7 separate regions of the Mus musculus genome follow, and regions 1, 2, 3, 5, 6 and 7 are each linked to region 4. The links are chromatin contacts, called in public HiCAR-type and promoter capture Hi-C maps. All regions are on one chromosome and are shown on one strand. The core of a region is the stretch at or near the end of the contact, and the rest is flanking DNA. Distances in the headings are between cores, read along the strand shown. Region 1 has its middle 58 kb from the start of 4930414F18Rik. Region 2 has its middle 130 kb from the start of 4930414F18Rik. Region 3 holds the start of Gspt1 (G1 to S phase transition 1). Region 4 holds the start of Shisa9 (shisa family member 9). Region 5 overlaps 4930414F18Rik (a long non-coding RNA gene). Region 6 overlaps 4930414F18Rik (a long non-coding RNA gene). Region 7 has its middle 25 kb from the start of 4930414F18Rik.

Region 1 (2,935 bases), core at 226-2,725, 910 kb after region 4:
AGGTATTATCTGAGCATCTGTTTTGGTTATGTACCTGAGAATAGAAATGATGGGTTATCTGACCATTATGTCCAGCCTTTTGAGGATTCATCTAACATAATTTTAACAACCATAAGAGCAATAGAGTTTATCTTTCCAGAAAGACCCATGAGATAGCTATGGAGCTCCATTGTTCCATCTATGGCCATGTACTCATCCCTGAAACAGTCCCTGTGGGGAGGAAGGTGGGGCACCCTGGTTGTGAAGATGTGTCTACATTTACAGTGAGAAAAGCACCTTCTTCAAATGGCATACACGGGCATAGACGTCAGTCAGAAATCAAAATGCGGACCTGGAGAGGCGACTCGGTCGGCACATGTTTGATGTGCACCATGAGAGCCTGAGTTCAGGGCCCTAGCACCCATGGAAAGTGCCAGGTATGGCAGGGTGTTACTACAATTCCAGACCAGGGAGACAAAGACTGGTGGAGCCCTGGAGCCCACTGGTGGGCTAGACCAGCTGAATAGTTGGTCTCCATGTCCAATGAGAGACATTGCTTCAAAAAGTAAGGTGGGGAGCCTTTGAGAAAGACTCCCAGTGTTGATTGATCCCTTCCCTTCACCTACACACTCCCACATGTACACATGTACACAGACACAAGAACACATGAACATATACAACATAGAAACACACAATCAAAATTCTTTCTATAGGAGAATAATGAAGAAAACATGAAAGATGATAATAAGAAGTGTCTACTGCACAGACAGAGCAACGAAATCACTGCTCTTGACAGTGACATAGAGTGCGTGGCTGCTGAAGAGTCAACGTTTGACAGTACTTTACAGGGAGCACCAGTCATTCCCAAAGCACACAGGAGAAAACTGGGGCCAAGGGGACTTCAGTCTCTCACTCAAAGTCGCACAGTGAGAAAATGCTTGAGAACAGATTTGAACCTTCATGTCTCCAAAGCTAAAGTCCCTGTCTTTTCCTCTGTCTCAAGCTGGTATTTGACAGAGTAGCAAGCATGAAGTAATCTCGATGAGCTCTTTAGTGACCTTCTTAGTACTGACCGTTCTGAGTACCAGAACCTGCACACGCATCTGTCCAGGTCCACTGATGCCAGCCCTGGTGGTATGCTTGGAGGTCTGCAACCCTCTGCCTCCCACTCTATGGTACATGAAGCCAAAACAAAGACATGCTTCATCCTCATAGAAATCAAAGATGGTATCCCTCGTCAAACAACAGATCTTGTAGACTTGGTCAGATCTCCAGCAGCTCACAGGGCCTCCTGCACTGGGCACTAGGAAGTTAGTGCTTTTAAAGAGCACAAGAAAATACGTCCCTACTTTTGGCTCCTTCAAGAGAGACCTTTGGCCATTGGTCCACACGATTTCTCTTGACTAGAAGACTATCTGATGTGATTCAGTGCCATGGGACTCTGGCTCAGAAACGCCTGGGACCTGACCCCTCCGTGCTCAGCTCAGTTGCTAAAATAGTGCCATGTCTCCCTCCTCTGTCTGAGCTTGGAACAGGACACAACCATGACAGTGCCAATCTCTTAATAGGATCGATGGGTTTTTTTCATGCACAATGCATCTCAGGGGATTGTTGTCATTTGTCTTCTGCAAATGACAGTCTTGTTCTGTGGGCTTCCTGGTTGCTGGGGGAGAAATGTTACTGCACAGCTTGTCTCCAGTGATATTTCATAATTATAGCAGAACCCCAATGTTAATAGAGCTGTCTTGCCAAATATACCCCGGATACCCAATGCCAAAAACAATGCCTCATAGTTCCCCATTCTCATGATGCATGCTTGTTCATGCACACACCAAAGTAGCCATTGTGGTTGTGGTAATACCCCAGTCAGTAAAATGTTTGCCTGTCAAGCATAGGAACTTGAGCTCAATGCCCAGAAACAACGTAAAAAGGCATGGTGGTGCATACTGGTGTTCTTAGCACTGGAGAAGTAGAGAGAGGAGGAGCCCTGGACTCTCAGGCCAGCTAGAGTAGGCTAGTTAGTGAGCTGCTGGCTAATAAAAGACCCTGTCCCAAAGGATGGCATCTGACATTCTCTGAAGGACAGATGCACACAAGTGTGCACACACGGGTACACACACACACACACACACACACAAACACGCGTGTGCGTGCATGCGCATGCGCATACACAATAGCTCAGAACCTTATCTGAATACTCTTCCAGTTGCCTTTGCAGACACCTTCATGCCACTCTGGGATGGTGCTGTAGTTTGCTTTCTATTGCTGTGATAAAACACCATGACCAAAAGGAACTTGGAGGAAAGAAGGTTTGCTTCTGTTTACATTCCACATCATACCCCATCTCTGAAGAAAATGGGGCAGGAACCTGGAGGCAGACATTGAAGCAGAGGTCATGGAGGAATGAATGTTGCTTATTGGGTTCCTCCCATGGCTTCATCAGGCTGCCTTCTTATACCAACCTCCACTCACACATCAATCCACACAGGAATAACAAATATCTTTAGAAGCTCCTTAATGTCCACAAGGCACAGTGCTACAGCATGGACAGTGTAGCACCCTCCCTGCTATTCATAAGTTCTCAACAATTTAGGTTTTTATTATGATGATTATGTCTTGGCTCTTTAACTATTCATGAAGGATTTAAAGCAATGGACTGGATCTCACCCTTAGTTAAAACTGCAACTGACTGGAGACAAGAGGACAGGCAAAGCCTCTACAGTAATTCACACTCTGTGGTACTGAGCAACTCACTTAACCCTACTGAGATTTTCTCCTAATTTGCAAAACAGACCAGTGATCAGAGTTTAGCAGTTAGTTATCTATATACATCTATATATAATGCATTAAAATGGGTAATAAACAGTCATTGTGAACACGGCTACTAGTTAGAGAGCAGAAGGTCCATGTATCACTGACAGTTTCTAAGAGTCAAGAGTACATTTTCAAGTGTGTG
Region 2 (2,770 bases), core at 48-2,547, 980 kb after region 4:
ACTTATGGGTCACGAACCTTTGGGGTTTAAAAGACCCTTCCACTGGGGTAGTGTAGGACCTTCTACAGGTCAGATGATCACATTGCAAAACTGTAGTTGTGAAATAGCAAGGAGAGAGACTTCATGGTTGGAAGTCACCACTACGTAGAGAAGTGTGCTGAAGGGTTGCAGCATTGGAAAGGTTGGGAGCCACTGACTTGGAGAATGGTTTTCTTTATCTAAGGCCTATTCAGGTTTAAGAATGTATGTCTGGTCTCCTTGTCTTTGCTAACTTTGTTAAGATTTAGGGGTTTTTTTTTGATCTACTGAATCATATAAGAAACTGTCATGCTCTGTACTGGTGTGCTATGAAAGGATCAGGAGAGTGCTCTGTCTCTCTGTGAACTGTATTTATGAGTTGAAGTTTTATTTGAATACTAAAAGAGCTTAAATTCAGAAATCTTTATCTTTGTAAGGTTAAACCTAACAGAGATAAAGCTATAAAATCCTAATTTTATAAAAGCTGCTAACTTATTGTACTCTGTGAAAGACACTCAAGACATGAAAGTTACGGTCAGTCACTGCCACTAAGGACCAAACCCTTTAATGTGTTCGGAAGTATATTTGTAGTAACACTAAGAACTAAAGTAATGAATTACAGAAAAAACTTTATTTAAACTCATATGTGTTATCAATGTTAAGCCTAAAACAAGTAACTAAAAGCAAGCAAAGTTTATTTAGCTTATATACTTAATAGATTATGGTCCTCAGACTCTTCAAAGATCTGCTAAATATGACATTTAAAATGTTTAATGGAAAAAGTTTAGTATGAAAGACAGAGACACACATTACCCCACCCCCACCCCCAGCCCATCTCCTAGCAGTGACCCGAAGGCCTCCAAAGGGGATGATGGGGCAGGATGACTCCACCTGGATTGTTATAATGCTAACCACTGGCCAAAACTGTCCCAAGGCTTTGCCTGCCACCAGGACCCTGCCATGCCAAACTCTGACATGGGAGAGTTGAGTGCTCCACTTTGCCTTGACAAAGTAAGATCAGTCTTGCCAAGCTTCTCCTCCACAGGAAAACCCCTCAGATCCTGTGGGCCTGAGGGACAAAGACTAATGCTGCCCTTGGATCTCTGCCCCCGAGGAAGCCATAGAGACCACTGGAGCCTAGGGTAGCCATCTAGTTAATGGGTAAGTCTCTGTCATTCTAATTGATACAAGGGCCATTTGGATTATACTTCCTGCTCTATTGTATCCTTCTCAGACCTGATGGCATTGATTGTGAGACCAGCTGTAGCTTTTCCAGTTTAACAATGACAGGCAACCAGCTCCTAACATCAGGTCCGCTGCTACCTTGTTTGTTCATTTCGTATGTAAAAGGCAGGCCTTGCTTTTTCAAGAGCTGCTTGGACTCCTGCTGAGCAAAACAACCAGTTTGCCTTTCTAACGGGCTTCACATGAAAGGATGCACAGGTTTCAGATGGAACTTTTGGCCGTTCCTTTTGAACTTGCTTTGCAATGACTGTTCTAAGTAATAACTGCTCAAGTCTCTGGTAAATGACTGGAAGAAAAGGCTTACATCTGTGTGAGGTCTGTGGGTCTACGGAAGTGTCCTAAAGTGTTTAAAGGGGTGGAATATGAAAGCTTGAGTAAGTCCTGAGGGTCTAAGGAAGTGATTTAAGATACATAAATGCAAGTTGTAAATGTGTAAGAAAATCACTTAAGAAATCTAAAAAATGTAAACTGTTTCAAAGTTTCTTTCCTTCTATGTATAGGAATTCAAGGTGCTTCTCGTTGGGCTAAAATATCTCTGTCCGATCTGTATGTCCGGATCTCTGGACAGGAAAAAATGCTCATCCTTTGAATCCCAAAGCCGTGCTGTTTGCCCTGACTTGAAGGCATGCGTCTCCTCCAGCCGTTTTACTGACGCCTGTTAGCTGCTTTTTCTACAATGTGGATTTTAGTACAGATTCCAAACAGTGATAATGTTAATATATCTAGAACTATTATCTCTTTTGTAAACTAAAAATTCATGTAAGACTTTGGTTCATCTCTCACAGGTCAAACAGACTCCAAGATATGGACAGCCTAAGTTTGCCTCCCTGTCTATTCCTGCTAACAAAGTCTCTCTCCAGGTATTGACACTCCTCCTTTTCCCCAACTACCAGGACCATGGGTCTGAAAATTCTAAATGTAAGACTAGACGCTTCCTGTGAATGCCTCATTGCCTGAATCCCTCTCAGCCTTTGACTAGAATTCCAGCCTTGCTGGGCTCTGGCAGCAATGTCCTGATTCCAGCAGGAAATAGTTACAAGAGAGAGTGCTTTGCCCCTTATCCTCAAAAGGCTGGAGTAGTTCATCAAAAGGAAACACCATGGCATAGGGGACAAAGTGGCTACCTATAATGCCTGTTCACATATTAGAAAAGGGATCTGTGAAAAACCAAATAGACCTAGATCTATCAATAGGTATTTATCAGCAGAAATAATTCTACAATATGAGAGGACATTTGACTGGCTTTATGAAGAAGGAGGAGGTGTTTATGGTTTTAGAGAAAATTGTTGTTTCTATACAAACCACTCAGGAATCACTAGAGATAATATAGCTATCTTCAAAAAACATTGCATAAAAAAGGGGACCTGAGGTGAAAAAAATGGCTAGTCCCTTGTCTTATTTTTGGGCTTCTCCTAGATAGTAACTGATATTAGCCATCCAAGGGCCGGGCCGTTGACCATTCTGTTTCTGCTAATTACTGTTGGCCCTTGCATCAGTCATGCCTTAG
Region 3 (2,794 bases), core at 285-2,784, 730 kb before region 4:
CTGCAGTTTGAAACGACAGAAAGTGTATTTAGTAGCTACTTTATGTGACAAATATTAAGTTATCAGAAGTATTTAAGTAACAGACTAGACTAATACACGAACGCAAACTAAGCTTTTATAAGCAACCCTTATAAGGGCCATACTTTTAAAACAATTAAAAGTCTACACGCCATTCAGAAAAAGTCTTAAATCCCGCTTAAAACCGCACATAAATCAATGAGGTTTACTACCACATGTTAGTACTGAGGAATCCTTGTGACATTTAAAAAACTTTTCAAGTATTCAAAATGTTAAGGGTGAAAAAAGGTCTTTGTATTGACAGCCAACAGTTTCTGGCGGATCACAAGCCTGCAATGCATCTTGGGATTCCTTCAGGTCGCTTTAGTGCCACCGATACTTAAAACGCAATTACAGTTCCAAACGTAGAAACTACAGTAGGAGCAGCTCTCTGGGCCAGCGAAGAGACAAGTCCTGTCCCCCAAACCCTAGACTTTCACACCCTCCTCCTGCCGGACTTCAAGCCCTATCAGTCCCCACTTCTGGGCCTCGTGGCACTGACTGGCCCAGGGCTGGCAGGGTCCCATACAGTTCCTATGCCTAGGGGTGAACCGCGTGCGGCCTTCCGCGGCGGGGCAATCGCCCCCGGGTCCCCTGGTCTCTGCTCCTCCTGGCCCAGGCGCCCCAAGCCAAGCAGCTCCCAGACTGGAGGCGCCCCACCCAGACCAGCCGGCGCCGCTGTCAGCGCCCCACGTGCGGGCCGGCCGGCCTCCCGTCCTCTCCACCCAGCCCACCGCGGAACTCCGGCCCCAGGCCGCCGCCCGTGCCTTGGGGATATCCAGCCCGGCAACTTACCCGAAGGGCCTCCCGCGCCGCTGCCTGCTCCGTGGTCGCCTCCGGCTGCGCCAGCTGGGGATAGCGGCGGCTGGGCCGGACCCCGCAGGAAGGACGGCACGAATTCAGCGGCGTGGACGTTGGGGACGAAAGGCTTGGCGTTGACGTTGAGTTGCCGGCTGAAAGCCGCGCTGAGGTTCTCACGCTGGGCCTCGGCCACCGCGGCCATGGAGCCGCTGCCGCTCCCGCCGCCGCCGCAAGGCCCGGGCCCGGGGGCCTCCATATCCGTCTGGTCCCAGCAGTCGGGCGCAGAGTCGCTGCTGCTGCTGCTCCCGCCGCCGCCGCCACCGCCGCCACCGCCGCTGCTAGGATCCATGATCGGGGGGGCCGTGTGTGTGGTGAAGAGAGGGCGGGAAATGGAGGCGGGGGCGGCCGACCGGGGAGGAGCAGGCCGCGCTGACCCGGGGAGGACGGCAAGACTGGGGAGCTGACAGTCAATGACTCACTCGCCGGCGTCCTGGGCAGCAGCTACAGTCCAGACAGTACACTCGAGACCAGGTCGACAGCGGCTCAACCCTCCTCGTGTGTGCGAAAGGATCTCCTCCCACCCAACCCCAACTACCGCCGCCGGCCTCACCGCCAACCCCACGTTTGGAGAGAATTGACCTCTCGCTACCACCCGTACCTTCGCCTCGGTAGTTCCCGTCTGTGTCCGCCCGCGTTTCCGCCTACGAAGCGCGGCCGATAGCTAAACTACAAGTCCCGACAGTACCCGCGAAGACCCGGTGCGGTTTTCTCGGGGGCTGACGGGAGTCGGAGTTCAGCGCTCAAGCGTCACCGGAAGCGGCTGGAACTCCCGGCAGGCAGCGCGAGGAGGCAGAAGTCTGGTGGCCCATCTGTCGCAGGGTGGGGGTAGGGGTAGGCTCTACTCGGCTAGGGCAAGACGGTGGGCCGAGCCCTTCCGCACGAGGCGACGATCCACCCTAGCCTGTGAGAACACCCGGTCCGCAGGCCTAACCTAGAGGAATTTTTTTTTCTTCTCCCTTTTCGGCGCCTTTTCTGTCTCCCAGTCTATATACCTTATTCTCTTTCTCTCCACCCGCAGCCAGAGTTTGCCCTACATTTCAAAGCCGGCGGGAGGCGTCTTTCCTTTTATGTATTCATTTTTGGAAGAGGCAGTAAAACCATGAGATGTTACAGCTGAAACTGCGTGTGGCTCATAAAGGTCCAAGGATGTCCGGCAAAAGGATCCTTAACTGGAAAATTTCAGTGACTCATGTTATGTTTGACTAGTCATTAAAAGCCCGCACCTAAAATGTTTTTTCGTCCTTTCATCCTCCCTGCCAGGAGATTTACAAATTAATCGGGATTGCCATATTTTTTAGTGTACCCAGCGGTACCTAATAGTGGCTATTTTGGTGCTTCCAGTTCCTTAGCTGCCATTAGGTAAAGTGCTGTTCTTTTGAAAGGCCGCATCTGTCAGCTATTCTTACAGTCCTTTAATAATGAGGGCATCTCACACTTTCAAGTTGCATTTTAGTAATTGTGGGGTAAGTGACAAGCAAGAAAAAATAAAATTCACCTTTATTTTTTACTGCACGAAGTAGGAATACCTGTTCTAAATACCTGTTAAATGCTCCTGTAATTCACCCATGGAGACCAAGACAAAGAAAAGTATACTCTTAATTTTACTTGCTCTGAAAAGAGTCTAGACAGAATGCAACTAACCTACTTGGAAATTACAGAGTAACATATTCAAAATGTTCAAACAACGAGTTTTTTTTTTTTTTAAATCTGGATCTAAGATATCTAAATTGGAATGCTGACTTTAAACATTTGTATAATAAAAAGTGAGAATTTGGCCTAACGAGAGAGGTAATAGACAAAGTTGTCAATAATTTTTTGTTTGTTTTGTTTTTGTTTTGTTGGGTTTTTTGGTTTTTCGAGACAGGGTTTCTCTGTA
Region 4 (2,738 bases), core at 116-2,615:
GCCACACAGTCTTAATAAATCCTCTCATAAATTATCAATTAAGAGGATCCCAGCAGACCATTTTACATGTGGCCCAACTTCGTGGTCCTTTGAAAATTTCCCCCAAGAGTCCTGCAGCTGAAACCAAACAAGAGGAGAGGGAACAGAAAACATTGCTTCCTCTGTGATTCACCCAGCCTACTGCAAAGAGCATACTCAGTTAATACAATTAAAAAACAAAACGCCAGGGCGTGTGGGGATATAAATTTAGCTTAGCAGCTTTGATGTGAATCCTGATTTAGGGGCTATTGAAATCAAATTCAAGTAGAGGGCAGGAAGAAATAGGAGAAATGGTCGAGGGCTTATGGAGGGCTGGGAGGAATCAGTCAGGAGAAAGGAAGAGAGAACAAATTTGGAAAGGTTGAGAAGAGATGCTGGGAGCCAAGGAAACAACCTCGGTGAGGATGTCGGGGAAGGGGGGCTCCGTGGGGACAGGGGACAGCCTGCTCTGGAGACTGTCGCGCGGGCTGCAGAAACGAGTGGCTGAGGATGAGTGCCCAGGCCTTGCGCTGCGCCAAAACTGCCAGCGCAGAGGCGGCGCCGCTGTGTGCCCTCCTGTGGAGCTCAGCGTTCGCTGCGGGGGCGAAGAGGGACAGAAAGCGGCAGGTCCTAAGGGCTAGGGGAGTTCTTAGGAGAGCCCTTCCAGGGTGAGCCATTGCCTTCGCTTTGTCCGCTGACCGCCTCGCCAGACCACCCAGCTTTTAATATGAGTTCCCAAGCCCCTGTTCTGGGGTGCTTACCACAGCCCAAGGGGTTTGACACCTAACCCACCTTCCCAGTTCCAGCCTCTTCTCTGTTCAGGGACTCGAACCATCCCAGGCTCGCGCCAGGCATGAGGTCGCATCCCCGGAAAGGGCAAGGCAGTTCCTGCACGCCCGGGAGGAGGAGGGAGATCTTGTCTACACTGCTTCTAGTGTGTCTTGGAGTGAGCAAGCCATCTAATCTGTCCCGATTCTCCTAGTCACCCCTTCCCTGATCGACAGATTGCAATCGCAGCTCCTGCGCACGCACCCCTAGGGGGGGAAATCGAGGGCGGAACCACCTCTGAGTCTTTGCTTGGGGTGAGGAGCACCTTTCTCCCCGAGAGGGTGCCAGAGGTCCCGGCCGTGGTTCTTTCCACCTGCCGAGAAATCAGAGCTGTTCTTTCGAGCCTGGCAGCGGTGGAGCTTGCTGCTTTTGCCCGAGCTCTCTCTGCACGCCCCCTATTCGCCCCCGCCCGCCCGAGTCACCTCTTTACGCGCCCCCGCCCCTTTCGAGCTAGCGCTCACCACCACCCCTCCTCTATCCGCCCTCCTCCCCTTCCCCCTTCCCTCTGGCCCTCCCTTCATTCCACAAGTGTCGCTTCTCTCTCTCTCTCCAGCGCACTTGGCGTGCTAGAGAGGTGAAGAGCATCCTGCGAGCGAGCGGACGTGGGGAGCCGAGTCCCGGGTGGCGGGTGGAAGGGAGTTACGGACACAGCGACTCTCTCCTGTTTTCCACCCCCGCCTCCCCCGGTGGCCAGCAGGACCTGCACCCCGCGCTGGCCCCCGCTCCTGCTCCGTCCCCGCCCGGCCCCGGCGCGCTCCTCCCCGGCCGGCCCCCTTCCTCGGCGCGCGTCGCGCTGGAGGCGAACGCAGTCTGAGCCGAGCGCAGTGGCCGCCGACCACCGAGCGCCCCGCGCCGCCTCCCTGCATGTGCGGCCAGCGGCGGCCCGCAGCCCCCGCCAGCAGCCTCGGCAGCTTCGGCCGCGCGTCCAGAGGCGGCGGTAGCGGCTCCAGCGGCGGCCGAGCGCTCCAGCCCGGGTTGGGAGACACGATGCGCCGAGTCCTTCGGCTGCTTCTCGGCTGCTTCCTCACCGAGCTGTGTGCCCGCATGTGCCGGGCGCAGGAGCGATCTGGGCACGGGCAGCTAGCGCAACTGGGCGGCGTACTGCTGCTCACAGGGGGCAACCGCTCCGGAGCCGCCTCCGGAGAGGCCGGCGAGGGCGTCGGGGGCTCGGACGCACCGCCGACTCGAGCGCCCACGCCAGACTCCTGTCGGGGCTACTTCGATGTCATGGGCCAGTGGGACCCGCCGTTCAACTGCAGCTCGGGCGACTTCATCTTCTGCTGCGGGACTTGTGGCTTCCGGTTCTGCTGCACGTTTAAGAAGCGGCGACTGAACCAGAGCACCTGTACCAACTACGACACGCCACTCTGGCTTAACACGGGCAAGCCCCCAGCGCGTAAGGATGACCCCTTGCACGACCCCACCAAGGACAAGACCAACCTTATCGTCTACATCATCTGCGGGGTGGTGGCTGTCATGGTGCTGGTGGGCATCTTCACCAAGCTGGGGCTGGAGAAAGCGCACCGGCCCCAAAGGGAACACATGTCCAGGTGGGCTGCCTCCCCTTCGCCCCCCTCTTTGGGTCCACTTTCCTTTCCCATCCATCTCCAACATTCCCCAGCCGTGCTTCCCTCCACCCCAAGGTCTCCGATTGGGGAATGTCATCCAGGACGACAACTTTCCCTTGTAGCATTGAGCCAAGCAAGGCATTGGGCTCAGCACAGGTGGGAGTGAAGGCCGAGTGTGGAAGGGGAAAGTCTCTTTTCCCCTCGCCCACCTCCTGTTCCCTCTCACCAGATATGATGGTGGGTCTTGAGACACATAGCCGGGTCTTTAAACTCTTGCGTTTTGGGGAGAGGATCCATTTATGGAGGTAAACAGAGGCAGGCGAA
Region 5 (2,919 bases), core at 197-2,696, 790 kb after region 4:
TAGTTAGACAAAAGATAGGTAGATAGACTGATGACAAGGAGATAGATTTTATTTAATATTTATTTTTATATATTTTATAAATTTACATATATTAATATGTTATTACATTTTATATATTATGTTTTATATTAAATTATTATATATTACATTATATTGCTTACATAATGCATCACATATTTTATATAACATAAAATATATACCATATTATATAGTATATATCAACATTATATAATTATAAATTATATTATATTTCATATTTTATATAATATAAAGTATATTGCATATTATATAATATGGACTATAAATATAATACATTATATATATATATATACATATATATATATATACCCAACCATAGAAGAAAAATGCATAATAAAAACATCTTTGCTAGTCTTCATAAGAACACTGCAGGAAACAATTGTATTTGTTTGGTTGATTGGATTTGGGTTTTTGAGACAGGTAGTGTGGCTGTCCTGGAGCTTGCCACATAAACCAGGCTGGCCTAGACGTCTCAGAGATACCTCTGACCCTGCTTCTGGAGTGCCGGGATTAAAACCATACAGCAGCGTGCCCAACAGAGCAGTTAATCCTGAGTCTGAGGGATGTTACATAATATTTGTCTCCAGGTACTCAGTTTAAACATAAACGAAATGTTGAAAATGATGATGGTGGTGGTTATGGGTTACAGTGACACTGGTGATGATGGTGGTGGTGGTCATCCTGATTATGATGATGGGGATGGTGCTGGTAAGGGTAATAATTATGGGATATTGATCACTAGTCACAACAATTATTTTATCATCTATATGAGTTTGGAGAGGTGGTTCAACAAGTAAAAATACTCAGTGCTAAGTCTGACCACCTAAGCTCATCCCTGAAATAAGCATCTTAGAATAAAAGTGACTTCCAGGAGTTCTCCTCTGACTTCCACACAAGCAAGCACCAAGGAAAGCCACCCCCCCAAGCCCTTCCTCCCTCCCTTCTTCCCTCACATAGTAAATAAAAATGCAAGAAAAATACTAGAATATCAGTGTGCTGGACATTGCAGTTGCAGTTCTTATATGTATATATTATGTCATCAGCACAATAACACAACTTTAACTGACACTCTCTAAAATGAGGAGCTAGAAGACCAGAACACTCATTCTGCATAGCACAAGCCACAAAGACAGAAATGCTGGTGAAAAGGTCAGCTTAGGAACTTGGGGAAGGTCATGAAATACTTGCCCCCCTGGAAGAGAGAGGCTAATTAACATTTCTCAGAAAACAGGGCAGGAACCAACCTGCAGGTGGGAACACATTCCTCAGGACTGACTGTTGTCCACCTTCAGACAAAAGAAGTCCTTGTCACCTCATTCCCTAAAGACCAGTCAGTTTAAAGGGTTCACTGTTCCGACAATCATATTGTGCATAGTTGCTGATGCTCTATTCTGCCCCTGGAAACCATATAAAAACTTGCCAAACGAGTGCTTGTGGTCACTGCCTCTCTTATGGGTCTGGAACAAACCCTGTGCACTAGAACAATAAATTCTTCTTGCTTTTTGCATCAATCCTGGCTCTGTGTGGTTCACTCAGGGGATCCCCAGTAAGCTAAGGCACCCCGGAGTCTTACACTGGCTACTTCTGTCTGTATCAAGAACCCACAGTACCCCATTGCCTAGTAGCATAGCATACCTTGCCTTTATTCATATGGCCTTTTAAATTTTTAATCAGCATTGAACCCCAACCTCATCAGCTCTGTGATTCTTTCAGATAGCTATTGAGAGCTCTATGAGATTTTTAGTACCCTTCTGATTTTATGGTTGCCCACAAAAGCCACAACTACGGAACATCAGAAAGACTGTGCTGTGAAATATCTCCTGGGTATTATATTTTAAGACTCAAGTAAATAACAGCCTCTTTTAAGATGTAAATAACACTGAAAATTTTAAGCCTATTAGAAAGTCACAGCTCAGATAATTCATTTAACCATTAATAGTGTACTCAGTGGGAATGTGACTGTCACCAATGAGCCAGGGCCTTCTTTGCATTTAGCTTGGAACACTGCAAAAGAGAAAGGGGAAATTTTTTTCCCAATTGTTGACTAGGTCTGGGTTTGTGGAAAAATCATAAGAATAAGGCAAAATTAGTTACTATGCATTTATCAAAACTAATCAACCAGTATTGGTAGAGTAATATGAGCAATGATTTGTTTATAGTTAATTCAGGTTTGGAGTTATGCCTTTATTATGTTAGGGTTTTGTCTTTTACTGTTTATTGTAATGCTAAGTGCTAGCGTCTGAGATTTGAAGTCTGCAAGTAGCCTACAGGGCCCTGCCCCCAGTTAATTCTGATTGGTAAATAAAGATGCCAGCAGCCAACAGCTGGGTAGAGGAGACTAGGCAGGTTTAGGTTCCCCAGACTTGATAACAGGAGGAAGGATCAGGGGACACAGAAGCCATTATGGAGTAAGAACTGCAGGAGAGAAGCAAGGAAAGCACCCTGGGCTCTGGGCCAAGAGACCATGGTCCAGAGGGCTGACCAATTGCAATTCAGAGCAGCCCAGATGAAACACAGTAAGTAATAATAGGGTTATAGATAGAAGGTAGATTCTAATAACATGGAGGGTAGGCAGCTGCCCAGCTATTGAGCCACTTAAGGCATATTAAAATATAAAGTTTGTGTTTGTATGTGTTCTTCATTCCGGGAGCATAAATGGTCAAAGGCAGGAAGGAACCTCGCATCAGGATTTTTTTTTTTAACTATTTGTTACAATAGGATTAACTTTGTGTCCATCTGATGTCCTCTCTCTGCTCCAGGATTCCAAGTGGGCACAGCATCACATTTAACAACAGTATCTCCTTAGCATCCTTTGGTTGTGGCACTACATGTTTGGTTTTTTTGGTTCTGTTTTTTTTTTTTTTTTTTTTTTTTTTTTTT
Region 6 (2,810 bases), core at 183-2,682, 820 kb after region 4:
CATATATCACATATTCTGGTCTGGAGCCACACTTTAAAACACTGGTGGAGCTCACCACAATGTACCTTCATTCAGTCTATCTTTTTAGGGTGGACGTGGGTTTGACTCTTTTTCCTTCCATGTGTAGGCATGTTTATGAGTGCGTATGTTTTTTACTATGTGGCCCAGACTGTCCCAAACTTAAGATGCTGTCCAGGCTTGATTCAAACTCTGGATCCTCTGCCTCAACTTCCTATGCTGGGATGATTTCAAGCATGTATCAATATACCCAAGTGACTGCCTACTGTGTCCCATTTGTTATTATGAATTGCTTACTAGACAATTAAGGCAGTGAAATAGCACTTTTTATTAAGATGTTATTGCAGCAAACAGTTGTGTATGTCTACCTTTGTGTGTAATGTTACTGGATTTTAGAAGACAAAAATGCTGAAAAGTCACTTAGCAGTATGACAATTCAAAGAGTACCTTGCGGTCCTGCAACAACACTTAAAATAGGGTACTCCTCTGTGTGTCCTCCCTTCAACCCTACCTTTCTTCTTTTACAATAGATTTTAGGACAAAGCTTTGGGAAGAAAAAAAATCAACAAAGTTTTTGTAATGCCCAAAGGGCACAGGGATTTGTTTCTGCCAATGACTGTGGAGGGTGAGCTGTCACAGTACCTCTACCAAAGATGCCTAGTATAAGCCTGGAGACTGTGTGCTTTGGCCCAATTTCCTTTGGCTTTTTTGAGGATTCTGATCTGAGGAAGCTCTTAATGATGTGAAATATTTGCAACCTGATTCCCTCAGCTAAGCATCTAAAGTGAGGCACCCTCATTGGCCAGCCCTGCTCTTCATCCCTTTGTCTCAGACACAGCCAGTAGTACTTTGGGATCTGTTCTTTGGTGTTGCCTTAGTCTTCTGCATTACATTCCCTCTGAAGTGCCCAGTGTACAGTAAACATGAAGGAAAAGGGTAGACGAGACTTTGATCTCTGTCCAGTAAGCTGGGCAGAAGATTCAAAAGTCTTTCCTAGTGCTTCCATCCCTGTTGCTGGCACAGACAGGAAACTTAGCATATCACAACAGACAGATCTGTGGGATAGCTCTGTGGGAGAGGGTATTTGCCAATAGACTTAATGATCTGAGTTCCTGAACTTGATCCCCAGGCTCCACATGGTAGAAAAAGAGGACTAACTTCCCACAACTTGTCATCTGAAATCACCTTTCATATGCTGCTATAGCTAAGGGGGGATATGTAATAATGTTACACAGGAAGTGACACAGTAGGGGATCCTTTTCAGGATGGATATGTTAAAATTTTCCTTTCCTGTCTGCAAGGGATAGAAATAAAATCCCTCATCTTTTCACCGAAGCTCAAACAGAATGCAGAAGCAGCAGTAGGTGAAACAGAATACTCCATAGAAATAGAGAAGTTATTTCTGGATAATTGGCAGCAGACATGTTGCTGAGCACATGGGAGGAAGGGTCTCCATGGCAACACAGTTGATGATGGCTTCATATTTAAATAAAATGTTGAGCTTTTCTACTTCCAGAGACAGACTTCTCAGTAATTTGGTATTAAGTTCTCTAGCTCAGGAAAAGCATTCTAGCTGAGGATACAAAAGGCAAGAGGAAGATAAGGAAAGAGAGAAAATTTCAAGCCAAGATCCCACTGTCCATGCAGCGTCTTGTACATAACTATGCTCATATTGAGAGTAAGACATTATACAACATGTATTCATTCTCGGTAAGTACCTTTTATTCTTCACAGAGAGTTTTAAGATCCAGCTACAGATGAGCAGAGGCCCAGCTCATAAAAAGATCTCACGTCTGTGGTAGTTTCAGGTTGACAAGCAGCCTTGTAGAATTCTCTTTTCTTTGAATCATCAGAGTAGACAACATACTCCTCTCATAGCAAAATACATCAGTTTATAGTGTACATTTTGATGTGTTACTACTGCTTGGAAATATAATGAGCTATGGCATAATAATGATTTTGCTGCTCCATGGAGTTTGCTCCCCTACTCGTTCCTCCTTAAAATTGGCCAAAGGTAGATCTGTAAACTCATATCACCACTACATACCGCACGCTGGTAGCCTTGACCAGCTCCTGACAACCCACTGGCCATTACACTTCCACCAACTGAGTCTTTTTTAAAGATCCAGTAAAAATAAAATTGTTTTCTCAGTGTATAGCCTTTAACTGCTACTTTTCAAACTGCTAAGAGTCTTTTAGTCTATAACATATAGATCTTATAAACAGTCATATTATGATATTTATAAGAATCTAGCCTGGGGAGCTCATTCAATAGGTAATGTTCTTGCTGTATAAGCATGAAGACTTGAATTTCGATCCCCAGCACCCAAGTCAAGAGCCTAATGTGACCATCTACTTCTGTAGCCAACGGGGGAGGTAGACACAGACAGATTCCAGGGGCTACCCAGCCAAGGAGTCCAGCCTAAATGGCAAGGTCTAGGTTGAGTGAGAGATGCAATCTCAAAAACTAAGATGGTGAGCAATAAAAGAAAACAATGAGCATCAGCCTCTGGTCTCCACACATAAACAAGCCAAGCATTCCCACGCACATAGACATGAGCGCCTGACACATACCCAGACACAGAGGGGGAACTGGACACTATTCTTACGTTAAATTTTCTACTTCCTGATAAGCAGTAAAATGTATACCTAACAAAGGAAACAGAAATTTTATGTGTAATTTAATTCTCTTTGGTTTGGAAAAGAAACTATTTTAAGAAAAGTTGGTTGTTGTTGTTTTGTTTTATATTGTTTTCAACAGCATGTGAGAGAAATGTTAATGGAAAATGAGA
Region 7 (2,950 bases), core at 229-2,728, 880 kb after region 4:
GACTGCCTCACCTAGAGATCCATCCCATATACAGTCACCAAACCCAGACACTATTGTGGATGCCAAGAAATGCTTGCAGGCAGGAGCCTGATATAGCTCTCTCCTGAGACGCTCTGCCAGAGCCTTACAAATACAGAGGCAGATGCTTGCAGTAAACCTTTGGACTGAGCATGGGGTCCTCAATGGGAGAGAAAGGACTGAATGAGTTGAATGGGGTTTGCAACCCTATAGGAAGAACAGCAATATCAACTAATCAGACCCCCAGAGCTCCCAGGGACTAAACCACCAACCAAAGAGTAAACATGGAGTGACCCATAGCTCCAGCCGCATATGTAGCAGAGGATGGCCTTGTCAGGCATCAATGGGAGGAGAGGTCCTTGGTCCTGTGAAGGCTCAATGCCCCAGTGTAGGGGATGTCAGACCAGGGAGGCAGGAGTGGGTGGGTGGGTGTGGGGATTCCCTCATAGAAGCAGGGAGAGGGGAAATGGGATAGGGGGTTTCTGCTGGGGGTAGGGGGACCAGGAAAGGTGATAACATTTGAAATGTAAATAAAGAAAATATCCAATAAAACACACACACTCACACACACACACACACACACACACACACAAACAAATGCCAAGTCTGCCCTGAATTCATACTAGAGACTAAAATCATTATGGCATTTATTTTCACGTGCCAACAAACCATTTTTAAATTACAAGTAAAGAAAAATACCATTTATTTCCAAGAGAATAAAAACAAATGCCAGCTTTGAGAGCAAGAGAGGAAAACAGCTTTGAGGGTCCTGAATAATAGAATGTGGATGCCACATTGATGCTTTTGTCTTTGTAAGTCTCTCCTAAGACAAAGGTGTGAGCTGGCACTCTCCATTCCTCCTCCTTCCTCTCTCCCCCCCTCCCTCTCTCCCTCCCCCTTCCTCTGTCTCTGTCTCATGTGTGTGTGTGTGTGTGTGTGTGTGTGTGTGTGTGTGTGTGTGTGTGTCTGGACTGTGTGACTGAGCTATAGAAATTACTCTATGGGCTGCCTCTCAGATGACTATGTATGAAACATCAGTCAAGGGAATCAGTTCAATCAACTTCCCTGTCTGGGTATAGAGGCTTCTAGAAAACCCTCAGGAAGGAACAATGAAGTCTTGATGAGTGACTTAGCACTGCACCCCTATATCAAGTTTTCTTATCCTCAATGGTGTTGACATTTGAAGCAGGATATTGTCTGTCCTGGAGGCCTGTCTTGTGCATGGTGGGATGTTCAGCCTCAGCAGTGTTCCTAGCTTCTACCCACTAGACACCAGTAGCACCCCCACCCACCTCTTGTCATTCAGTTGTGATAACTGAGAATGTTTCCAGACATTGCCAAATATCCCCCCCGCACCCCCCACCACCACCACCACAGATAAATTTGCCCCAGTGAGAACCACTGGCCTACAAGAGGCAGACTTAAGCCTGGACAGATTTCACTTCAGAGTTAAATCAGAGTGTTCAGTCCCACACATTCCTGAATCATATCTTGCTAACACCCACCCCTGCTCATAGGGACAACTGGTCGCCTTGTGGAGAGAAATCTGCTCAACCCTCGCCAAGCATAGAAAGATGATCTAGATGCAACGTTATCACTAGAGACAGTGATACACACGCATAGTTTATGGTTCTGATTAAAACTTGGTCCTTAGGGCATAAGCCACCCAGGCTCCTAGCACAGGGCAACCCCTCCGTCCTCCTCTTAATCACCTCTGCTCTTCTTATGGCTACCCACCCTCTCTTTCCACAGAAGCCACAAACTCAGCCCTTCATTGTGCCATCTTTAGCTCAATGATCCCAAGTTTCCTTCTGACCTAAGTGCCCACACTGAATGCTATCGTTTGATCCCTGCCAGCTGCTTGGCCTCTTCCCATAGATGATGCCTTGCTGCTAACACTTAGTAAGCCAAGAAAGAGCTCTCTCTTTCTACCCCCAGGGTTCCACAGTCAGTCTCTCTTCATTTATAAAAATGCCACCGACATGCCTAGTGTCACATGAGGTAGTAGCTCAGGAGTCATTCTTGAAAGGTCCTCCCTCAGTGTCATTCTCTGTTGTAGTGAAGCCCACCACTCATGCTTCTGCAAGGATTCTCATTAACCACATAGGGTCTCACAAAAACAAAAAGACATCAGAATAGAAAGAAGCCTTTGGAGAAGAAAAGGCAGTAATGGGGTGAGAAAAATAATTGTGAACATAACTAAAATCAATTGTACATATAAGTGAAATTACCAATGAAATTTTTAAATCTATAAAAAATAATTAAAGAGACTCTTTCCTCTTTTCTCTCTTTGCAATATGCAATATAATCCAGGCATGGATCCTCCACCCACTGCAGCTCTGAGACCCGGTGTGAGCCTATGATTAGGAGCCAGAAATGTCATTGGCCTGTCATGCAGATCAATGATGCCCCTGGAGCAGTACAGAAAGCAAGTGCAGGACCATACCCAGGAGTTCTCCTTCTGTGTTCCAACCTGCATCACCTCTCACCAGGATCCAAGAGCAAGCACCCAACACTTCCTGCTATTTCATCTCTGTTCCCAAGAGACCTCCATTCTTCACCTAACAACCACCAAGGGTGATGTTTTTGAAAATCTGCACCTTAAGTAATGTTGTCATACAACTGAAATTCCCTCAATAATTTCCCAGCTCTCTTCACATAAAATCCACATGCAATATTCCATGTTCCAGGACTTGCTTGATCTGGTTTCTTTAACTCTTTCCAATTATCTATTGGCTTCCCCTTCCTCCCATCTCTCTGTTTCTCTATCTCTGTTTCTATCTCTCTGTGTCTCTCTGAGACTGTCGTGTGTGTGTGTGTGTGTGTGTGTATGTGTGTGTGTGTGTGTGTGTGTGTGTGTGTGTGTGTGTGTGTATGCAGGTGCACAAGTCTGTGAGGGATAAAGGTCAAACTTGGGTATTACTTCTCAGGT

Evidence for each region. Promoter capture Hi-C pulls out the DNA fragments that hold promoters and counts their contacts. HiCAR-type assays count read pairs that join an accessible place to other places.
Region 1: a contact with region 4 is called in a promoter capture Hi-C map of hippocampal neurons, with 18 times the contacts expected there. The contact joins the enhancer-like site here to the promoter of Shisa9 in region 4. A contact is called at or near these places in 8 of 39 promoter capture datasets (the 3T3-L1 cell line, the C10 cell line, frontonasal cranial neural crest and 3 more), 3 of 484 Hi-C or Micro-C datasets (cardiomyocytes, cerebellum and frontal cortex), 7 of 115 datasets of contacts at active chromatin or transcription factors (VIP interneurons, astrocytes, embryonic forebrain and 4 more) and 1 of 9 other capture datasets (embryonic stem cells).
Region 2: a promoter capture Hi-C map of embryonic stem cells shows a contact between it and region 4, with 5 times the contacts expected there. The contact joins the enhancer-like site here to the promoter of Shisa9 in region 4. A contact is called at or near these places in 8 of 39 promoter capture datasets (the 3T3-L1 cell line, 3T3-L1-derived adipocytes, cranial neural crest and 5 more) and 6 of 115 datasets of contacts at active chromatin or transcription factors (embryonic forebrain, embryonic stem cells, forebrain and 2 more).
Region 3: a contact with region 4 is called in a HiCAR-type map of astrocytes, with 2.7 times the contacts expected there. The contact joins the promoter of Gspt1 here to the promoter of Shisa9 in region 4. A contact is called at or near these places in 1 of 39 promoter capture datasets (hippocampal neurons) and 3 of 115 datasets of contacts at active chromatin or transcription factors (astrocytes, bone marrow-derived macrophages and embryonic hindbrain).
Region 5: a promoter capture Hi-C map of embryonic stem cells shows a contact between it and region 4, with 6 times the contacts expected there. The contact joins the enhancer-like site here to the promoter of Shisa9 in region 4. A contact is called at or near these places in 8 of 39 promoter capture datasets (the C10 cell line, embryonic stem cells, frontonasal cranial neural crest and 3 more), 3 of 115 datasets of contacts at active chromatin or transcription factors (embryonic forebrain and embryonic stem cells) and 1 of 9 other capture datasets (embryonic stem cells).
Region 6: a promoter capture Hi-C map of hippocampal neurons shows a contact between it and region 4, with 11 times the contacts expected there. The contact joins the enhancer-like site here to the promoter of Shisa9 in region 4. A contact is called at or near these places in 7 of 39 promoter capture datasets (3T3-L1-derived adipocytes, embryonic stem cells, hippocampal neurons and 3 more), 2 of 484 Hi-C or Micro-C datasets (both in cerebral cortex), 6 of 115 datasets of contacts at active chromatin or transcription factors (astrocytes, embryonic forebrain, embryonic hindbrain and 3 more) and 1 of 9 other capture datasets (embryonic stem cells).
Region 7: a contact with region 4 is called in a promoter capture Hi-C map of hippocampal neurons, with 12 times the contacts expected there. The contact joins the enhancer-like site here to the promoter of Shisa9 in region 4. A contact is called at or near these places in 7 of 39 promoter capture datasets (the HPC-7 cell line, cranial neural crest, hippocampal neurons and 4 more) and 4 of 115 datasets of contacts at active chromatin or transcription factors (astrocytes, embryonic forebrain, forebrain and 1 more).

The regions. Positions count from the first base shown.
Region 1 is chr16:12,891,361-12,894,295 of GRCm38.p6, forward strand. No RefSeq gene overlaps it. Among named protein-coding and RNA genes, the nearest start is that of 4930414F18Rik, 58 kb to the left of the region's middle. Within about 2 kb of position 1,476, at least 6 of the 459 cell types and tissues checked have an H3K27ac peak or open chromatin away from gene starts, as enhancers often do. A contact at or near this core is called in VIP interneurons and hippocampal neurons, where this site is marked.
Region 2 is chr16:12,959,759-12,962,528 of GRCm38.p6, forward strand. No RefSeq gene overlaps it. Among named protein-coding and RNA genes, the nearest start is that of 4930414F18Rik, 130 kb to the left of the region's middle. Within about 2 kb of position 1,298, at least 3 of the 459 cell types and tissues checked have an H3K27ac peak or open chromatin away from gene starts, as enhancers often do. A contact at or near this core is called in embryonic stem cells, where this site is marked.
Region 3 is chr16:11,252,791-11,255,584 of GRCm38.p6, forward strand. Gspt1 (G1 to S phase transition 1) reads right to left here and starts at 1,535. Exons shown (of 15, transcript NM_146066.2): 1 at 853-1,535. The coding sequence starts at 1,207. LOC115488671 reads right to left here and starts at 846. Exons shown (of 2, transcript XM_030249388.1): 1 at 1-846. It overlaps Mir1945 (microRNA 1945), which reads right to left and starts at 1,655; the gene lies at 1,578-1,655.
Region 4 is chr16:11,982,748-11,985,485 of GRCm38.p6, forward strand. Shisa9 (shisa family member 9) reads left to right here and starts at 1,366. Exons shown (of 5, transcript NM_028277.2): 1 at 1,366-2,396. The coding sequence starts at 1,834. It overlaps Gm32278 (predicted gene, 32278), which reads right to left and starts at 998. Exons shown (of 2, transcript NR_155455.1): 1 at 811-998.
Region 5 is chr16:12,774,770-12,777,688 of GRCm38.p6, forward strand. The region is part of intron 1 of 4930414F18Rik (a long non-coding RNA gene); the gene reads right to left. Among named protein-coding and RNA genes, the nearest start is that of 1700003L19Rik, 35 kb to the right of the region's middle. Within about 2 kb of position 1,447, at least 6 of the 459 cell types and tissues checked have an H3K27ac peak or open chromatin away from gene starts, as enhancers often do. A contact at or near this core is called in embryonic stem cells, where this site is marked.
Region 6 is chr16:12,799,044-12,801,853 of GRCm38.p6, forward strand. All of the region lies in intron 1 of 4930414F18Rik (a long non-coding RNA gene), which reads right to left. Among named protein-coding and RNA genes, the nearest start is that of 1700003L19Rik, 11 kb to the right of the region's middle. Within about 2 kb of position 1,433, at least 19 of the 459 cell types and tissues checked have an H3K27ac peak or open chromatin away from gene starts, as enhancers often do. A contact at or near this core is called in forebrain and hippocampal neurons, where this site is marked.
Region 7 is chr16:12,858,668-12,861,617 of GRCm38.p6, forward strand. No RefSeq gene overlaps it. Among named protein-coding and RNA genes, the nearest start is that of 4930414F18Rik, 25 kb to the left of the region's middle. Within about 2 kb of position 1,479, at least 8 of the 459 cell types and tissues checked have an H3K27ac peak or open chromatin away from gene starts, as enhancers often do. A contact at or near this core is called in hippocampal neurons, where this site is marked.